2 separate regions of the Rattus norvegicus genome follow, and region 2 is linked to region 1. Evidence: chromatin contacts called from public Hi-C data. All regions are on one chromosome and are shown on one strand. The core of a region is the stretch at or near the end of the contact, and the rest is flanking DNA. Distances in the headings are between cores, read along the strand shown. Region 1 overlaps C2cd3 (C2 domain containing 3 centriole elongation regulator). Region 2 holds the start of Ucp3 (uncoupling protein 3).

Region 1 (5,705 bases), core at 939-3,438:
ATACAAACCTGGACTGCTGCTGAAAACCCCAGATGGGGGAATCGGTATTCTCAACCACATGGGTGTACACAGGAGATGGCTCAGTGGCTGTGGCAAAGGACACACAACAACTAGGTACGGACACTTTCCGATCTGTCAAGGGGCTCCCTGAAAGAAAACACAGTGGGGATGACTGTATTTTATCTGAAGAAATTTGTATGTGACTTGGGTGGGCGGGTATATAAACTTGAAACATGCATAGAAATCAACATTTACTCAGAGCAAATTATTAAAAAATTCATTTAAAAATAATTCTTTAGGGGGGTTGGGGATTTAGCTCAATGGTAGAGCGCTTGCCTAGCAAGCCCAAGGCCCTGGGTTCGGTCCCCAGCTCCAAAAAAAAAAAAAAATTCTTTAAAATACACATAAATTTACTGTCCATAAAAGATAAAAGCAGTCTATGGATGTGTTTGTTTATTTTTACATAAAGAATTAAATCTTTGTTGAATATTTGATACTGCAGGATGTGGTCGATTTAGTTTGATTTTGCATAGATGCACATTACAAAATGGCAGAAGCATGTTTAGGGCCATTTCAGAAAAATGTTGGAAATTCTGTCCTAATTCCAAGCTAAAACTCATGGGCAGATTCTTTCTTCCTTTTTTCCTTCCTTTCTGCCTTTATAAAACTCAATTCAGCAATTAAGAAAAAAAGCCAAACATTCTACTAAAATCTAGAAACCAAACATTCTACTAAAATCTAGAAATAAAGTAATTTGATACATGCTAAGGAACAGTGATGAGAAAATATTAAAAGTTTTTGTTTTCCTCAATTAAATTACTGGGTGTTGCAGCTCACATCTTTAAATTACAGCACATGGGAGACAGAGACAGGTGGGTTTCTGTGATTTCAAAGCCAGCCAAGGCTTCATAGTAAGAATCTATCTCAAAATTTAAAAAGTAGAAAACTTTGTATAAACATTGTAACTTGTAACATTGTAACAGGTGTCTCAGGGTGTGTGTTGGTTCTGAGTGGTAACTGCATATGTGGTGTAAAATGTACATGTGTGAGTTCAGCACCAAGGCTGCTATCAAGTCAAGCATTATAAGTTGCCAGAAACACCTGAGATTTGCTAATGCTTGATTCTGTACAATCAGAAACCTTTCCCTACTATCAATGCTCCTCGACTCCCACACTGTTATGCAATCTGTATTAGCTATGACTCACAGGCTAAGAAGCCGAGCTCCTGGGTATCAGAGAGCTGAAGGGGCCTCACATATGCATAAGCAGGGCTGTGTCTAGCTCTCTTACCTTCGGTCTTTATCTGGGCAACTCTTTCTGTCTGACAAGTTGTGACACCCCTCCCCCATTTCCTTTGTTCTTCCTTCCTACTCCCAAGCTGGTCTCAAATTTACAGTCCTCCTGCCTCAGCCTCCTTAGTATTGGGAACACAGGCATATGCCACTAAGCCTGGCTCACCAGTGACCTTTCTACTACTGCCATTTCATTTCCCTGGCCTCATGTTTCTCCTCTGGACACATGCTATCAAAACATCTCCCATAATAAAATTCTAATTCTAGATGTACACAAACACTGCTCTGATCTGTCTCAAGTCACTGCCCCAGCTCCATCCTGAGTTTTACTTGCCAGGAGTCTGCCCCATGTGTTGTCATGAGCTGGTTGTTACAAGAGGCCAAGTAACAAGTGATTTAAAAATTGTTCACTCAGCCAGAAATGTGAGAGGCTATGCCTCACAGTTACAGACAGGAGATCATATTTGCTTAGTTGCATCATGAGAGTCAGGATGTTAGGACACAGAGATAAGCAACACACTCACTGACCCGAGGACTAGAACCAGAGACAGTATTTAGTACAAAATACTGACTTGTGGGAATGTGGTGGTGGTACAGGCCGGCTCTCGGTGCAGAGGCATGTGTACTGCTAATAGGTGACAGGGTGGCTTCAGAGTGATGGCATCACTTTACCTACTCTTTTAAGAAGAGGAAGCAAGCCACACAAATAAGGGGTGGGGTATTTTTAGCAGAAGAAACAGCACAAGGCTTGACAATATTGAGACCTGACAGGGCACTGGCACAAAACATGTTGGCTGTGAGTGAACATGGTGAGAAGTGAAGCTGGTGTGGCTGGGGAGGCCGGAAGGGCAGGAGCTGGGAGGCTGGGGAGGCTGGAGGGGCAGGGCTTTGGGTGCTGTTGCCAGGGTTGCAAGTGACATAAAAGGAACCAAGTATTTTAACTGATGAGAGACAAGGTCTGGTTTCTGGCCAGGCATACAGTCTTGGCAGCAGAATGAGAAAGACACTGGCGGGGACTACTGGAGGCAACAACCGGGGCAGAGCTGTCGGTTTGAGAGTGAATGCTCTTCCACAGGCTCATGTGCTATGTGCCTGGCTCTCAGATGGGAGAGGTATGATATGACGTGGGCTGTGTCCTTGACGGCTGTGGGTTGTTTTAGACTCCTCTTTCGAATTTTCTTTGCATCTTCTGTCACGAACTGAAGAAAAGCTTGTGCTCCAAGCTCTGCCCTCTATGGCGATGCAGCCATGTTGAACCTTTAAACCTGTGAGCAGAAATCCTTCCTCTTCAAGCCATGTGTCAGGAACTTGAGATGAACACATGATTGTTTACCCTGTCTGTTTGCCACTCTATCCCTGGCACCAAGACTGCTTACTACACAGCAAATTCTACTGCTCATCTTGGTGCTAAATGAACGAATGCATAGTAAACAAATACAAGGCCTTTACTCTTGATAGGGCTTATTTAGCAGAGAAGAGAACCATGGGGAAATGACTACATCTGGCCAATACTGTGATGATGGAAAGGTGCTGAGGGAACAGACCAGGGAGCCTTATGCTAGGTAGTCCTCTGGTCCACAGCAATGCTGCACCTAAGCCTTGATGGGGAGCTAGAGAGCAGCCTGAAGAGGAAAGATGATAGCGAAGCAAAATCTTAGTGGAGAAGCAAGGCTGAACAAAGCTGGGAGGAGGTTGTTTTCCCAGGCTCCTTTGCAGTCTGATGAAGTGTTTGGGCCTCTTCGTTTAATAGTGTTTCTTTATATTTGTAATGCAAAACACATCAGAATATAAAGAAATCCAATTATACCGGGAGCTATGAAAACTTAGGACTCTGTAATATAAAAGTATGTGTTTTATTGATAAGACAGCTGTAAGCCCTGTAAGTTCTAAGGGCTGGTGGAATAAAGTGGTATTCTGAGATATGAAATGACACAAGATGCCTGTGACTTATATGGCTGTCAGCAGTTAGGCATATTAACACAATTCTCTTTGTATGTAGTAGGATCACCAACTCTGGAGTTTTCTTTATGAATTTCCTGGGGACTTGTAGACCCTGGGTGCATCCTGAGGATCTGAGTGGATGGAATGGAGGAGGAGGATGGAGAGAGTTGTGAGAAGTTTAAGAATAGAATCATTTATTTGCTGTGGAGACTGGACAGTGGATAAGTGAGAGAGAGAGGCACTGAGGGTGACATATGGACTTCTGGTCAGGAATTTATGATCTGCGGCGTTACTAAGAAAACTAACCATACTTGTAGGTCTTGGCATGACCTGAAAGTTCTGTGAAGACAGAGTATGGTGAGGAACTGGACACCTGCTTTTGGGTCCGTATGGAGAGCATACCTTTCAAGCTCAAGTGCATGGCTCTCTCTACCAGGATGCTGACAGCAAAAGTCCCATCCAACTCGGGAGGGCCCTGCTGGGAGGGGCACACATCGGCTGCAGTGCTGTTGCCATGGACCTGGGTGGAGGCAGGAGACTTCTGGAGCACACAGGGCGGAGAGAGCTGGGGCTCATCGCTCTTTCTGGGGAGCTGCTCAGACTCACTGTGGCTGCTGCAGTCCATGGAGTCCAGCTCACGAGAGGGCTCAGAGTGTGGGAAGAAGGGGGAAAGAACCACATGGACACGCAGAGCAGCTCCAGAGAGGTCGGAAGCATTTCTTCCAAACAGAGGATACACACCTGTAAGAGAACAGAGGTAAAAAGGCCTGCGTGAGAAAGAAGACCTCCTGGAGGCTGCTTATGGGCCTCTTTCCTGGGATAGACCACAGGTCTCAACACAATTTGCCAAATGAATCTGAAGTTGGTATACAGAAAACTTGCCCCTACTATGTCCAGTAGCATTCAATAATACTAAGTGGTATTTAATTTCTGACTTGAAGCCAGAACCACATGCTTTGCGGTGGGCAACATTGCTATGGGAGAGAATTCATACATGGGGAGGGGGGACTAGGTAAAGGAAGAGGAGCCCTCTTCTGCATGATACAGCGTCCCCTCATCTCTCCCCACTGGGAAGTTATCCAGGGCTCCAATCAGCCTCTTTACCATCTGCATATGATCAGACAACATCCCCAAGGCACCACTGGGAGGGAGGTAGGAGTGGGTGGCAGGAGTAAGGAGGGTAAGGGTACTAACAGTGGAGTCCTTTCTGTGCCAGAATTTCAGATGGGTCAATGAATCTGTCAAGATCATATACCCAAGAATCAGTGGATTTAAACTTTACTGGTTTGCTGGACCTTAAAATGAGATTTTACTTAGAGTCTCAATAACTCCTTCTGACTCTCAAAGATTGCTTTGCTAGATTCATTCCTATTAGGAGAAAAAGATGTTACCTGCCACAGATGGCAGTTGACTTTTTAAAATGCTTTAACAGCTTCTTTTCTTCTTGATACACAGATTATCATGGCTCTCAAAAGTACAAAATGAGAGTCATCATAGAGGGAGGACACCCAGTGGGTCTTCCTAACCCTCGTGACGTGTAAACAGTATATGGAAACAGGTTGGCTGACTTAGTGGATATTAACTGACACATTTAACAAACACATCAAATGTCTAAGGCTCTGTACAAGAGAATACAAACCTTAAACCAGTGGGGTATGACTGGCACAGACAATCTGGAATGTTCAATAGCCTCTCTGGAAACAATAAAAAGGGAGGATTTGTGATGGAAGTCTGACCCTTGACCTATACTCTGTGTCCCAGATCTGTTTTCTTGAGCAGTGAAGCTAAAAGCCTATCTTTAAAAAAAAGTTAGTTCACCCCAGTGAACGTGATTGTTGGGGGGGAGGGCGGTAATGGGGGGAGGATGGGGAGGGGAACACCCATATAGAAGGGGAGGGGGAGGGGTTAGGGGGATGTTGGCCATGAAACCGGGAACGGGAATAACAATCGAAATGTAAATAAGAAATACTCAATTTAATAAAGAAAAAAAGAAAAAAAAAGTTAGTTCAAGTTAGCCTGGGTTGCTTCAAAGACTCTTTCTCTGGTTTTGGTAAAGTGGCCTGGATTGGCCTAGATGAAGCTGGCAATGCAGCCTTGGGGAGATACTCAGAGGGTTAGACGTAGGTCTGCTGGGCCCCAAAGAGCCCAGCAGTCTGGGAAATCGCCTGAACTCACTCATTTCTCCTTTTGTAGAGAGGGCCATCAAAAGGGTTAGAGCCATATGCCTATACTCCCAGCTCCTGGGAAGCTCAAGTAGGAAGATGGTGAGTTCAAGACCAGTTTAGAGACACATCACTACTTCTACACCAATCTAGCCTACATCTTGAGACCTTGTTTCAAAAACACCAAGCAAGAAGGCAGGCAGGGCAGACAGGCAGGCAGGCAGGCAGGCAGGCAGGCAAGCAAACAAAAACAAAATCAAAACCAAAACCAAAACCACACATTCACAACAAAAGCCAAAAAAACAAAACA
Region 2 (5,705 bases), core at 2,372-4,871, 38 kb before region 1:
GTCCACCCAGTCCTCATTTTATCAAAAGCATTTCAACACCTTGGTCAGGGCTCTTTGTGAGAGCTCCCCTCCTCCCACTTTCCCCCCAACTCATTCACTGGGCTTTAGTCACGTAGATCACTGTCACCTGTCTGGAATACAGCTCTCTTAGGCACCAGCAGATTGCCTCCTCACCTCCTTCACATTCCTCCTCAAATGTCACCGCTTCAGAGGGCCTTCCCTGAACTCAGACTTGAGCTCAGTATCATTCTCGTCCATCCCACAGCACTGATGGATCACCCCTCAGCCCATCTACTGATACACTTTCCCTCTTGGATGCCCTGTCTCCAAGAACAGTGGCCTCACCCAGTCAGAGTGCTGTATTTGCCGGAAAAACAGATGGTGATATTATTGGAAGTCCCCTCTTGTGTCTGTTTAACCCCATCTTCACGTCATAGCACTGAGCTAAGCCAGCACATGCTGAGGAGACCCCGTCCCACACAGATCTCTGTGTTTGGCATCCCAGAATAAAAATCCATGTGTGTTTATCTAGAAAAATCTCCAGAAGGCTTTAAGGGCTGGCTTAGACCGTGCCCATAAATAGCTTAGTTCAAGCTGAGCTGTGATCAGTAGAGATGGAGAGGAGCTGTCAAGAAGGGACACAGAGAAGGAAGATCTGACCTTTCACTTGTAGGGGAACAAGAGGATCAATACAGGCTAAGTGTGAGGGCTTTTGGAAAAATGAGGATGGCCCAGGGGAGGCAGGAGGCTGAACCTCTAGGGCAGTAGTTCTCACTCTTCCTAATGCTGTATCCCTTTAACAGACATATTGTATGGACGCCAATCACAACATTATTTTTGTTGCTACCTCATAACTGTAATTTGGCTACTGCTGTGAATTTTAATGTAAATATCTGATATGTAGGATATCTGATAGGCATCCCCTAAAGGGGTCATGATCCACAAATCGAGAACCACTGGTGTTGGTTCAGTGGAAGCTCAGAGCAGGAGGGCCTGGCTGCTGGTCTGTGAGGCCCCTGCAGTTGGGGACTTTACACACGTCATCCCCCTTGATCCTTAACACCTGTCAGGAAAGGCAGCCGAGGCTTAGAGACATTAGCTTGTTTAGTGTGTCCAGCCCCTGGTGTCCAAGCCCGTGTTTTAGGTTCAAAACCACATTGGCAGAAGCAGGGCAGTATTTAAATCCAGTTTACAGATGAGAAAGTAGAGGCTTAAAACAGAAAGAGGTTGGACTGAAGAGGTGGTTTAGCAGTTAAGAGCACTGACTGCTCTTCCACAGGCTCCAGGTTCAATTCCCAGCACTTACATAGCAACTCACAACTGTCTGTAACTCTGGGATCTGTCACCCTTACACAGACACACATGCAGGCAACACATAAATGCATATAAAATAAAAATAAGTAAATTATTTTAATAAAAGATGGAAAGAGGTTGACTGACCACTGGTCACAGGACTCCAATCTGGTTGTTCTGAGGGCCAAGCAATAAAGCTGTCTTCGCTACACCACATAAGGTCTAGTCAGTGTGGTAACCTGGCTTCTCGGGGTCTTAGCCTTTGTTGAGCATTCGAAGCAGTTACTAAATGCTTCACAATGCCAAGCATGAGTCTGGAGAAGGCTGGGTGAATACAAGGTCCGCAGATGGAATTCATGGACCCAGAGAAGCTAAGCTCTGTGTGGGTAGTTGTAATCAGGCCTTGGCTCTCCCAGGCTCTCCCTTCAGACTGTCTTCTCAGTATGTCTGCCTGAGTTGTAAACAGACAAGCCTGAGCAGGGAACAGGTTCTTTGGAGGCTCAGCCTTCTGCCCGAGGCCCAGAGCCTTTAAAGCCAACTTGGCTGAGGGATAGCGGTGTGGGCGTGTTTAGAGAAATACCCTCCACTTGCTCAGGTCTCATTCCCCTTTGCCCTACAGAAGAGCAGCAAGGCCTGGCTCCTTCCCAGCATGGAGGCACTGGATTCCCTGCCCAAGCCTGGAATGTACTGTGGGAACAGCTGACTCTCCTCATGGTGTCCTAGTGGCCTCTCTTCTCTCAAGTCCTGAATTTGCCCCAGAGAGCTAGACTTCTGGGTAACTTGAAAGCCTAAATCTACGGCTCGCTCAGATCTGGAGAGACCCTTTGGGGTAAGTTCTTTAGAATCCCTTCATCAAAGTCTGTCTGGGGACTGACTACTCATGTGTTAGTAGGAGAGCCCTGTGCTCTGCTCTGCTTTGGAGAGAAACACTGATGTTAAACAAGCGAAGAACCTGTGTATGGCCACTGTCTCAGGCGATGCTGGTGCTGAGCCAGGTCCTGCAGAGGACACTGAATGGAGTTTTCTCCCTGCTGAGGCCGGTGCTTTTGCTTCCCTGTCAGTCAGGACTTCCCTCTTGTACCCACTTTGTCCTCTGCTACTTCTGACCCTAGTCTTGTAGCTTGCCTCATTATCTGTAACATTTTTTTGTTTTGTTTTGTTTTGTTTTTTAGCTCTGTCGGAGCCTTCAAACTGGGACAAGATCAACTTACCCTCCTTCTCTGTGAAGACCGTTGTAGGGAAGACCCTAAGTCAGACCATTCTTACCAAGATGAGGAGACAGGAAATGAGGTCAAAGATGACCTCAGGGCCCTTTGATCAAGGGCTTCGAATGCCAAGGTTACGCTAAGTCCAGTGTGGGGGGTCAGGGCCAGGCAGTCAGAGCATGCTGGTTCAGGAAGCAGGGGTAGATTAGAGGGGAGCGATGGGGTTCTACCAGTGAGGACGCTGCTGGAAAGGGGCTCTCAAGAGACAGTGGAGGCTGGTGTGTGACAGCACTTGTCACCTTTGAGAGCAATTGTGTGTACCCAAGTTTGGAAGGAGTACCCCTGAGCCATCCATGAGAAATAGAAAGGATGGGCAGACATACGGGGTGGGGTGGGGGTGGGGCTGCAATGGCCGGCACAGCAGGAAACTCCGAGTTCAGGGCTTCCCAACCTCCTCCTTGCTGCACCTCAGTTGTTATTTGAGGAAACCTGTCCAGCATTGGTCTGATGCCACCAGCGGGAGGAGAACAATCCTCACCCTTGTAGCTCTACTGGGGTAACCACAACATGGGGCGCTCTAGCTGACAGGATCCATTGGTGTTTGCTGAGCGTGTCCTGCCCAACCCAACTCTCTCCAACAAAATCTCTATCACGGAAGCCACTAGACGGAGTGAACACGACTCTAGACCAGGCTTCAGGACAGACGTGCCCTTATCATGTCTACCCAGGAAGGGCCGTGTGCTCTGTGGGGATCCTGGGCCAAAGGACAGGGACACTTTCCACCTGACATTTCTAAGATCCCAGCAGAGGGGTCAGCAGGACAAGGGAGTCCTGAGGAGTCACACAGATGGGAGTCAAGGCTCTCCCCAGGGCTGCAGTTCCTTCTTCTTTACAGGTAGGAGCTAGACTCTGTCTCTCACGCCGTGTGAGTGATCCCTGGCAGCTCCTTACTGTGAGCATCCCTGGAAGGGAGAGAAGACAGAGGAGCAGGGACAGAGGAGAGTTGAGGAGAGGTATGGGGTCTTACCTGTGAGTCTAGCCAAGGTCAGGAGGTGTAGGGGCACCCTAAGGCTCCATCCATTAGCAGCAGCAGGATCTGACAGCCCCTCCTCACCATTCACTGTTGTCTCTGCTGCCTCTGGCTCGGCACTGGCCTTATGCACCAGCTGACCTGAAACCTAATTCTGAGAAGCTAGTTGACAGTCTGGTCACTTGACAAGAGGCGGGGTGCAGGGAGGAGACCAGTGAGTTCCAGATCTGGTTTAGCTTCCGTGACCTGGGGCTCTGTAACGTGGCTCCTTTGAGCTTTCAAGAGGAGGGCTACCTTGGTGACCAGGAGATGTGGTGTGTGACAGTTCTTGTCACCTTTCAGAGCCCAAAAGTCAAGGTCTTAGGACAGGGACTTTCCAGGATCCTATGCCATGATTATAGGCATCATTTCTTAGACACCTCATGTTCTCCTCCAGAAGGGAAAGGAGAAGATAGGGCGGAGAAGCTAGAGGACATTTTGGCACCAAGATATGCTTGATACTTGAGGTTCACCACGTCTATTTCCCATACCCTAGGAAGCAGGTATTACTAAAACAGGCTCCTAGACTTAAAAGCAAAGGAAAAGAGCTTTGAGATGTATTTTCCATAGAATGTGATTTGCCCACATGGAGCACACAACAACTTTTAGCAAAGTCAGGTTGATCAACCACTACATTCTAGTTCAGAACATTTTCATAATGGCTCAAAGACAAAAAACGAGTCAACCCTTCCTCCTTCCCCGAGCTTCAGGCAACCACTCATCTTTATTCTGCTTCTAGATATTTTGTTTGAGCAGGATCGTACAGAATGTATGGCTTCTTGTGGCTAGTCTCTTCCCTGGTGCTGTTGCACACTGTGGTGTGTATCAGTAGATACATATACACTGAGTACAGCCCTCATGTGTCAATGCTTACTTTACAGAGAAAATCAAGGACAGTGACTTCCCGAGGTCACACCCACCACTAGTACACTGCAACCCTGTAACCTATAACACACTTTGGGTCTATCTGCTGCCATCACTATTCCTCATGACATGGCCCTTGGCATGGAGATGCTGGGGCCGGAGTGAGAAGGGGCAGGTGAGCAGAATTCCTTGCAGCAAACACTGTAGGCTGGTCCATCTGTAGCCGCTGAGGTTAAGGACTGGGTGCAGCTTGAGCTGGGAGTTGGGTGACATAGAAGGGAGACTAAAAGGAGAGGGGAGAGGAGACAGGTAGGGCAGAGAAGGTACTTTTTGGAACTTGAGTGCAGAGCCATGGCAGAATGGGTGCTATGACATCCGATTGTTTATCCTCTTTCTTGGACCAGAGACTGCCTACTGCTTTGGGCTCTGTCTGGAACTATTAATCTGGAGGTGGGCAGGACTGTGGGAGCCACATGGGGGAGGAGTACAAGTAGAAGTCAAACTAGAGGCAGCAGGTTCTGGAGAAACCCAGAGGGAGGTGAGCTCAGAGGGCTAGGCCTCTGCTGGAAGTTTTAAGGCTGACTGCTACGGTCTCTGGGTCACCAGAAATAGTCTTCAGGCATCTGTGGAGGGTATGAATGAGAAGGTCGGGGTTCATTCTGGTTGTGGTGACAAATGTGTTGTACAGCTTGGCAAGTCAAGTCACCTCAGAGGTGTCAGGGATGAGGGACTGGTAAATAACACACCGTTTGTGCATGGTCTGTTTCAGACCTCCACTTTGCCTGCAGCCGTGGCCTCCCGTGGCCCTGCTCTCACTTGACTCCTTCAGGTTATTTACAGGAACAGGATTTGGCAGTGACCTTCTTCACCTCAAGCTTTCCCCCTGAGGCCTGGAACTTGGAGGTCTCTCACCCCAAGGGATGTGGAATTCCAGGTACCGGAAGCTCTATTCTGGCTGAGTGTGAGGTCTGGGGCAAGGCCAGCTGCAGGGTAGGGATGGGGCAGGTTTGCAGGCTGACACTCAAGGAGCAGAAATATGTGGGACAGGTAGGGCTGAGGGTCCATGGCCCATCTAGGGAGGCTGGAGTGCTCTGCCTTCTGGGTAAGCAGTACACTTGCTGCGAATTCACTCCAGCGTTTAGGAAGTGTGGGCTGACATTTCTCAAGCTCCCATTATATGCCAAATGCCAGCCAAGCATTTTCAGAAATGTCCCATTTGATCTTCACAGCAACCATATGAAGCCAGCGTCTAAGTGTCTGTGCCTTCCAGATGA

The links. A called contact is a pair of places that touch in the nucleus more often than the background predicts.
Region 2: a contact with region 1 is called in a Hi-C map of psoas muscle, with 5 times the contacts expected there. The contact joins the promoter of Ucp3 here to the enhancer-like site in region 1. A contact is called at or near these places in 2 of 12 Hi-C or Micro-C datasets (mammary epithelial cells and psoas muscle).

What each region holds. Positions count from the first base shown.
Region 1 is chr1:164,186,669-164,192,373 of GRCr8, reverse strand. It overlaps C2cd3 (C2 domain containing 3 centriole elongation regulator), which reads right to left. Exons shown (of 33, transcript NM_001191602.1): 24 at 3,636-3,974; 25 at 9-147. Among named protein-coding and RNA genes, the nearest start is that of Ucp3, 38 kb to the left of the region's middle. Within about 2 kb of position 2,188, at least 14 of the 93 cell types and tissues checked have an H3K27ac peak or open chromatin away from gene starts, as enhancers often do.
Region 2 is chr1:164,225,826-164,231,530 of GRCr8, reverse strand. It overlaps Ucp3 (uncoupling protein 3), which reads right to left and starts at 3,621. Exons shown (of 7, transcript NM_013167.2): 1 at 3,526-3,621.